Linked DNA regions of Gossypium hirsutum: regions 2 and 3 are each linked to region 1. Evidence: chromatin contacts called from public Hi-C data. All regions are on one chromosome and are shown on one strand. Each heading gives the region's core, a stretch centred on a gene start, on an enhancer-like site or on the middle of the called end of the contact. The rest is flanking DNA. Distances are from core to core; before and after follow the strand shown. Region 1 holds the start of LOC107938527. Region 2 holds the start of LOC107922970 (charged multivesicular body protein 7). Region 3 holds the start of LOC107922981 (transcription factor MYB4).

The links. A called contact is a pair of places that touch in the nucleus more often than the background predicts.
Region 2: a Hi-C map of leaf shows a contact between it and region 1, with 4 times the contacts expected there. The contact joins the promoter of LOC107922970 here to the promoter of LOC107938527 in region 1. A contact is called at or near these places in 15 of 34 Hi-C or Micro-C datasets (anther, callus, fibers and 3 more).
Region 3: a Hi-C map of leaf shows a contact between it and region 1, with 2.1 times the contacts expected there. The contact joins the promoter of LOC107922981 here to the promoter of LOC107938527 in region 1. A contact is called at or near these places in 2 of 34 Hi-C or Micro-C datasets (both in leaf).

What each region holds. Positions count from the first base shown.
Region 1 is chrA12:83,279,765-83,282,303 of Gossypium_hirsutum_v2.1, reverse strand. LOC107938527 reads right to left here and starts at 1,275. Exons shown (of 5, transcript XM_016871712.2): 1 at 1,196-1,275; 2 at 1,000-1,067; 3 at 755-907; 4 at 601-674; 5 at 70-504. The coding sequence starts at 1,047. The coding sequence ends at 369.
Region 2 is chrA12:83,477,272-83,479,810 of Gossypium_hirsutum_v2.1, reverse strand. LOC107922970 (charged multivesicular body protein 7) reads right to left here and starts at 1,261. Exons shown (of 8, transcript XM_016853174.2): 1 at 964-1,261; 2 at 830-889; 3 at 581-751; 4 at 316-498; 5 at 95-225. The coding sequence starts at 1,155.
Region 3 is chrA12:83,410,790-83,413,328 of Gossypium_hirsutum_v2.1, reverse strand. LOC107922981 (transcription factor MYB4) reads left to right here and starts at 1,264. Exons shown (of 3, transcript XM_041082891.1): 1 at 1,264-1,640; 2 at 1,727-1,856; 3 at 1,963-2,539. The coding sequence starts at 1,508.

The DNA.
Region 1 (2,539 bases), core at 26-2,525:
TAATAGCAGAATGATATTTTTAAAAATATACACAAGTAACATAACAAAATAAGTCATGGCTTAAAGGGAAGAAAATTGTCTGCTCAATAGTGAAAAGAGCAATGAATATATGGATCCGAATCATCATATCTATTGCTAAGAGCTGAATTTACATATGAATAAACTACCTCACAAACAATTTTCGCATATTATAATTCCATTAGCCAAACAGGTAAGGAATCAAGGATTCAAAATGTTTGAAACTAATCTACTATTCAAATTGATTAAAACTAATTACTTGCATTAACAAATCTCACTTCACTTGATTTCCATGAAAAAAAGAAAGAAAGTGCTAATTGGAATTGGATTACCTTAGGAGATTTTACCTTTCAAGATTCAGAAAAGGGATTCTGAAGTAAAAAACGAGCATTACTCAACAGAGCAGTTGCCTCCTCATTTGATGCATCCATCAGTCTCAGTTCCTTGATCTCTTCCTGCCATTTCTCCATTTGTTCTTTATGTATCCTTCAAAAAAATATTAAAATAAAACAATTTTTTTTAAAAAAGAAATCTCCTCCGATTTTAGATTTGAATACATACGTAATAGGTGTAGAATCTTACATGATTAGCCGCTCTTCAAAATCGTTACTCAATTCCTTGAACATTGATTTTTCTGATTCTAACAGCTCCGAGACCTCCATGAAATTATTAAAAAGGAAATGAAATAATTAAAATTATTGTGAATATCTAGCTGCTTATGCAAAATTACAGTTACCAGTTGAGTGAAGCGCTTGATCTTTTTAAGAATGTGAGAGACATTGAATTCCATTTCTTCAGATCCAACGATGATTGCCTCAGATTGTTCTTTCTCTGTTATTTCCTCCATAATAGTTCCATTGCTTATGTGATCTTCTTGTTTCTCTCCCACCTAACGTTTTAGGACAAAATCACATACTAATTTGATTGAAAATAAAAAGAAAATAAAGAAAAAATAAGAAGAGAAATCAAGGAAGCTTTTACGTCTGGTTTCTTGCGTTTTCTCGAAGCTTCATTCGTTGCACTTTCCATTTTATCCTTAAAAGTTAAAACTGAATATCTCTCATCATCAAAACCAAAAATAGTGAAGGAAAATTTGACTAAAAAAAGGAAAAAAGAAAAAATTTCTTCGCGTTATAAAATTAATCGAACAATTAAATCATAAAGAAAAATTTCATACCGCAGAGAAAGTGAGAGCGAGAATCGAAGTTGAAAGTTGAAAATTGAGGAGAATGCTCAGAAGAGATCCTCTCGTTTTTCAAATTTGGATTGAGAAGCGCGCGCCAAATTTAGATTTATTTCGTGTCGATATCCATATGGTGGGCCGAAATGAAATGGGTTTTATAGGCCCCAAAATTACGTAAAATGGGGTTTCTAAGTTTTGGTCCACGTAAGGCTTTTTTTCGAGGAATATGGTTAGATATAGTTATGGGCCAGACTTAAATAATAGTAGTTTTAGATATTTTCTTTGTTCAGGCTTGGCTCGGTCTGAAATATGAATTAATAAAATTTTCAAGTCTAACCTTATATAGAATGGTGAATATATTTCAGAGGTCCCTCTATTATAAGGACCTAATCAAATTAATTCTTATACTATTAAATGGATCATTTTAGTCATTGTATTATTAAAAAGAATCCACAAATGCCCCATTAGAATAGAGCTAATATTTCATGTTTAAAAAATATAATTTACTATTTAAAAGAGTTAACATTTTAAAACTTCTTTTATGATTTTGTAAACGAAATCTTTTATTTGGAATTGAATTACAACTGAAACGAATAATAAATATTTTTTATACAATAAATGTTAACTCTTATACAATTTAGACTTATTTGATTCTTTTTAACAATATAGGGATTAAATTGATTTGGTGTCTATAATGCAGGGACCTCTCATATACTTTAACGAGCTTTTTAATCCTACAAGAAAGATTTATTTTAAAATATTTAATATAAATTAACATCATTTAATGGTTTTTTTAATCTCATTTATGGAATTAATTTTTCTTTTTAAATCAATGCACCAAACAATTATCTTTTAACTAATATTTATGGAATTAAATAATTTTTTTTCATAATTTTTTTTATTTAATGATGAGATGGAATGAAATTATTCGGTAATAATGTTAGGTGTATTAAACTCATATACTGACAATACATCAAACATTATTACTAATAAAAATGTCGAAACTTAACCCCACTTGATGAATTGGACTTAGAATTGAAGACATATTAGGATCAGTTCATGCTAATATCTTTAACCAACAACCAAAGTTTTCAAAACTAAATTAATTAAATTAAATAAATTTTAAAAAAAAATCTTTTAATTTAATTAATTTTTTAATTCAATTCAATAATTTGTATTAAATTATAAATCATTCAACTAACGTTTTATTCTAAATCAATACTTTAATTGATTTTTGATATAATCAATTCTACTTACCAATTCAATTCGAAAACCTTAGCGGGGACTTAACATGTTTGTGGCACGTCACTCTAGACTTGCTACTAGCTGTTCTTTATT
Region 2 (2,539 bases), core at 12-2,511, 200 kb before region 1:
TTGTCCTAAACCGATTAACCATTAACCATCTTCATATGCATTGACCATAATTCAGCAGATGAAATAAGACCAAAAAACTCAAAAGAAAGATTACATTTCCCAGCGCCGGTCGATCACATCGAGTTGTTGTTGAAGTTTTTCTTGAGTCCAAATGAGGTGGAGAGTGTCAAAATCTAAACTCGAGACACCAGAAACCACAGCTGACGAAAGGGAAACTTTTATACCCTGCAATAAATCAGATTACTTGCAATAACAAAAAATTTGCAAAGACTTTATAACTCAAGCCAGTTTATCGGCACAAAAAGTAGCACACACCTCGATTAGTTCTTTCTTGGTGGTGGAGAGATATCGACCTTTCCTGCACCCTGACAAGTAACTCAACACAGCATAACCTTCCTTTTGTCCTCCACACATACTCTCGAACTTGTTCCTCGTAACAACGCAATATGAATTCCAGTGACTTTCGGACAAACACTTAATCACTTCATCAGCTTTCTCCTAAGAACAATTAGATTAAAACAGTTCAAATATTCCAATTTTTAGTTCATGAAATAGTACTTTTCACAAACATGTTGCAAACCTTCAACAATGTTGTAAGAATCAGACAATCTTCAAGAAGGATACTTTCAGGAGACATTGTTGATCTGTTCATCAAGCTTTTCACTTTATAAAATAATTGAGTTATTCTCCCACTATAAGGACCCACCATGTCCGAAATTCGAGTTATTTCACCTTCATTATACATAATAAACTGAAATTTTCATCAAAATAATAAAACCCAAAAATTCCATAAAACAAAACAATCAAATTAACCCATAATTTAGCTCACCAATACGTGATCAATGCACAAAGGAGTTAAGCCTCCTCTATTAAACCACTCATTTTTCACCTACAAAACAATTTATAGGCAAAACGAAATAAAGACCAATTTTATAAGTTAAAAATAAGTAGAAAATTGAAAACCTGGGGAGGGGAAATGATGAAGACACCAAAGTGGCGGGCGATTTTTACGATCAAATTTTTCCAGAACTGGAATTTGGGTTCCCAATCGGATTTTTGACCGCTAAAAGCTTTAAAACGGGCCGTTGCGATTAATTCATAGTCCCAATCAGGTACTTCTTTTCTTATGAATTCCTTCACTGATTTCGAATCCATTTTTCTTCTGAAAATGGAAAAATTCAATTGACCTCCCGCTCAACCCAAATGCTTCCGTTAGGTTTTTGCAATTTTCTCGAGAAATTTACTAGGAAAAATTAAAAAGGAAAATTCAAATGCGATTTGGATTGTGAAGCGGATCAAAACTTGGATCCAAGCCCAATTGAAATCTTTCACGGCCTTTTTTTTTTTAACATTATTAGGGTATTTAGGTCTTTTAAATGAGAGAAATTAATTATTTTAAAATGTTACTAGCTGGGGTTACGTTAGGGTCAAGTTTTCTTTTTTAAAAAAAAAACCCTTTACCTATTTTATCGGGCTCAACTTGAAAAAAAAAACCTATTTTACGATTTTTAAAAATTAATAAATTTATTAAAATTATTTTTAATATTAATATTTTATATAATTTTATAATTAAATTTAATTTTAAAAATATTTTTTATCATTTAAATTAAATTCAAATTAGCCCAAAACATAAAAATTTTGTCCCAATTAGATCGGGCGAGCTGTGGAGCCATGAACAGGTATATTCCTCCCCAAAACCAGTAAATTAATCTCTATTTTAATTTATGAGAAGTTGATGCTTGTATTTTACGAAAATAAAAAAGTTTTTAAGAAAAATAAAAAAAATTATCTTTATTTTAATTTATCAAAAATAGATACTTAATACTTTACAAAAATTAATCTTTTTATGTTATTCTTTTTCTAATCCCCGTGTTAATATTGTGATGGTAAAAAAATTGAGTAATATTTTTTTTAGGATGTCACGATCACAAAATGTAACATATTTACAAATATATATATATATTCAATCAGTTAAAATATAAAATTAAATTAATACAAGAAATAGCAAAAACTCACATCCATATATCACAATTAAGTACTACATCAATTTAAGATATGAGCTATCTTATAAACTTATTTTGATTAAATGTAATTTCTTCATCAATTATGTAGGGTTAATTTTTGTGATGTTATTTGTTGAGATTGTTGTTGGTTTTTTTTTTATGTGATGCTCCAATTTGTTAAACTATAGGAGTAAATTTGATTATTAAACTCACTTCTCCTTTTTTTTTTTTAAGTATAATGATAAATTTAGTTTCGAATATTTATATTTAGCCTTTATTCTTATTTAAGTTAAATTTAACCCTCAATCTTTTATAAAAAGTAGAAATTGACCATTAACTTTTTAAAAAAGAGCTCAATTGTTATTTTTTTAATGACAAAAAACATGGTAGCCCATACGGCAATCCACGTGTTCTTTATACTATTTTTTTGAATTCTTTTTATATTTTTAAAATTTTATTTTAAAATATTTTTATAATTTTAAAATTATTTATTAACGTGACATATAAAACAAATAGTGTCATATTAGCATGAAGTG
Region 3 (2,539 bases), core at 15-2,514, 130 kb before region 1:
AAAGATTCCAACGGATTTTACATTTCAATGCGGGCCATGCCTTTTAAGACAGCTAATGATTTGGAATTTTGCCTAAAATTTGAAAAATTTTCATTATGCTCTTCAATTTTTAAAAAAAAAATTTAATTAGCTCCCTTCAATACTCTCAAAGTGTTTAAAAATTTTAACTAATCCCCCTCCCTCAATTTTTTGGCAAATTTCATTTGAGTTTTTTAAAATATTTATGTTTTTTGAAAATTATAACTAGTCCCGCTAAACTTAATGACACGTTCCACCATTAAAGTCTGAGCTTTTCAGGGTGATGTATAAAGTCATATTGTACCAAAAAGAATGGTGGGGTTGGGCTATAATTTTCCTTGCTGATAAACCTGATAGCTGTTGTTGCAGTTCATGTTACTGAAAAATATGTTGGTTGATTTCATAAAATACAAACTACGTAGTCACTTTCAATATTGTACATGTACATGTATGTATTTATATGTATATATGAAAAAGATAGCAGCTTTGCTCTGTTTCTCATTTATGGTGATTGTCCTTGTCAACAATGCATTTCCATTTTCAGATAATGATAAAGGGGGGAAATCAGGGGCCAAAATTTGTTTTTTATGGATTAGAAATGAATAAAAAAATTTAGGGGTTATACTAATAATTTCTTAAAAATTAAACCCCTTGTATGAAAATTTTTATTTTCGAAAGTAAACTACAATGCCTCCTTTCCCTCCATCCTGACGAAAAATGTTCGAAGCTAATCTATTGAGACTTCGAGATCCTTGAGATAAATTGTATAAAAACAGTTAATTTCTTAAATGGTCAAACTCTGGATCAAAGTTAACTATGGAATAGAGTGAGGGAATGTTTGCAACAGATAAAGGATTTTCGTGTGAATCATGTCTTGAGGCATAAAGAATTATGTGGTGAATAGTATGAAGAGTTTGACTATAACAATAGTTGTTGTATTGAGGATTTTTGAAGAACCTTATTGAACAGTGCATGACATTATGATGGCTGAGGTTTCTAGCTTAATGTCTGAAATTGGTTGATAATTTTATATTATATTGTACTCTTACTTATTATTGATATTATCTTTTTAAATTAAAACAAAATTAATAATTTATGGATGAATTTTTTATAATAAAAAAAAATGTCCCACCGGAGAAGACATCAATCGCAGTTCTTTTGGTGAGACACATGCAACTCGGGTTAACTCATCTCCGACCCCATATGATAGAATGATAATAAATAAATAAATAAAAAGAGGTGGGGGGGCTTATTTGAATGCGCCTTTTCTCTCTCTTATATATTAATTCGACGCCCTTTTCTAAGCAACATCTTCATTTTTCTTGCTTCTCCTTAACCAAAATCCACATCTTTCATTCTAATATGCAAAAAAGAAAACATGGTTGTTTGATATCTGACAAATTTTCCACCTAGGAATCAGTGAAGTGTGTGTTCTGTTCTGTCTGTATCTTTTTCTTATACTCATTGTAACTTTGGTCTGGTCTCAAAAATGGGAAGGCAATCTTGTTGTTACAAGCAAAAGCTTAGGAAAGGTCTTTGGTCCCCTGAAGAAGATGAAAAGCTTTTAAGGCATATTACAAAGTATGGCCATGGTTGCTGGAGCTCCATCCCTAAACAAGCTGGTAGGTACCATATACATATACATATATGTATGTATGCATGTATGTGTTGATGAATTGTTTATAAAAAAATATGGATGATTTGGCAGGGTTACAGAGGTGTGGGAAGAGTTGCAGGTTGAGGTGGATTAATTATTTAAGGCCTGATTTAAAGAGAGGCACATTTTCACAAGAAGAAGAAAATCTCATAATTGAACTTCATGCAGTTTTGGGGAATCGGTATATACATATACATATACATATACACACATATATATATATGTTTCTTCTTCTTCTTATTGGGATTTTTATGGAGAATTCTGGGTTTTTCTCGGTTTTCAATTAGGTGGTCTCAAATTGCTGCACGATTACCAGGAAGAACCGACAATGAAATCAAGAACCTATGGAACTCTTGTTTGAAAAAGAAGCTTAAACAGAAAGGCATCGACCCTGTCACTCACAAGCCACTCTCCGAGGTCGAAAATGGCGAAGGAAGTGGAAGCAACAAGCCATCTTTGGTGGGTCATCATCCAATTCATCAATATACATCGCCGCCCCCACCACCACCACAGCTCTCCTCTAACTGGTTCAACCCTGAATTTCCACCGCCCATGACCGCCTCTTATGGACCCTTATACTATGGAACCACCACCGGTGGCTCAGCCAATAACTCAACTTGGGGATTGGTTCAAACACAAACTGAAGAAGAAGAAGAAGAAGAAGAAGAAGAAACCAAATGGACTGAGTTTCTTAAAAACCCTTTATTAATGGCGGCTGCTTTACAAAATCAAACCCCACAATCTTATTACAATATCGAGATCAAATCAGAGCCTTGTTACTTAACGAATAGTTCATCATCATCATCAAACGATATGTGGTGGCCTCAGACCCGACAACAGCAGCTACCACTACAACATGAACCT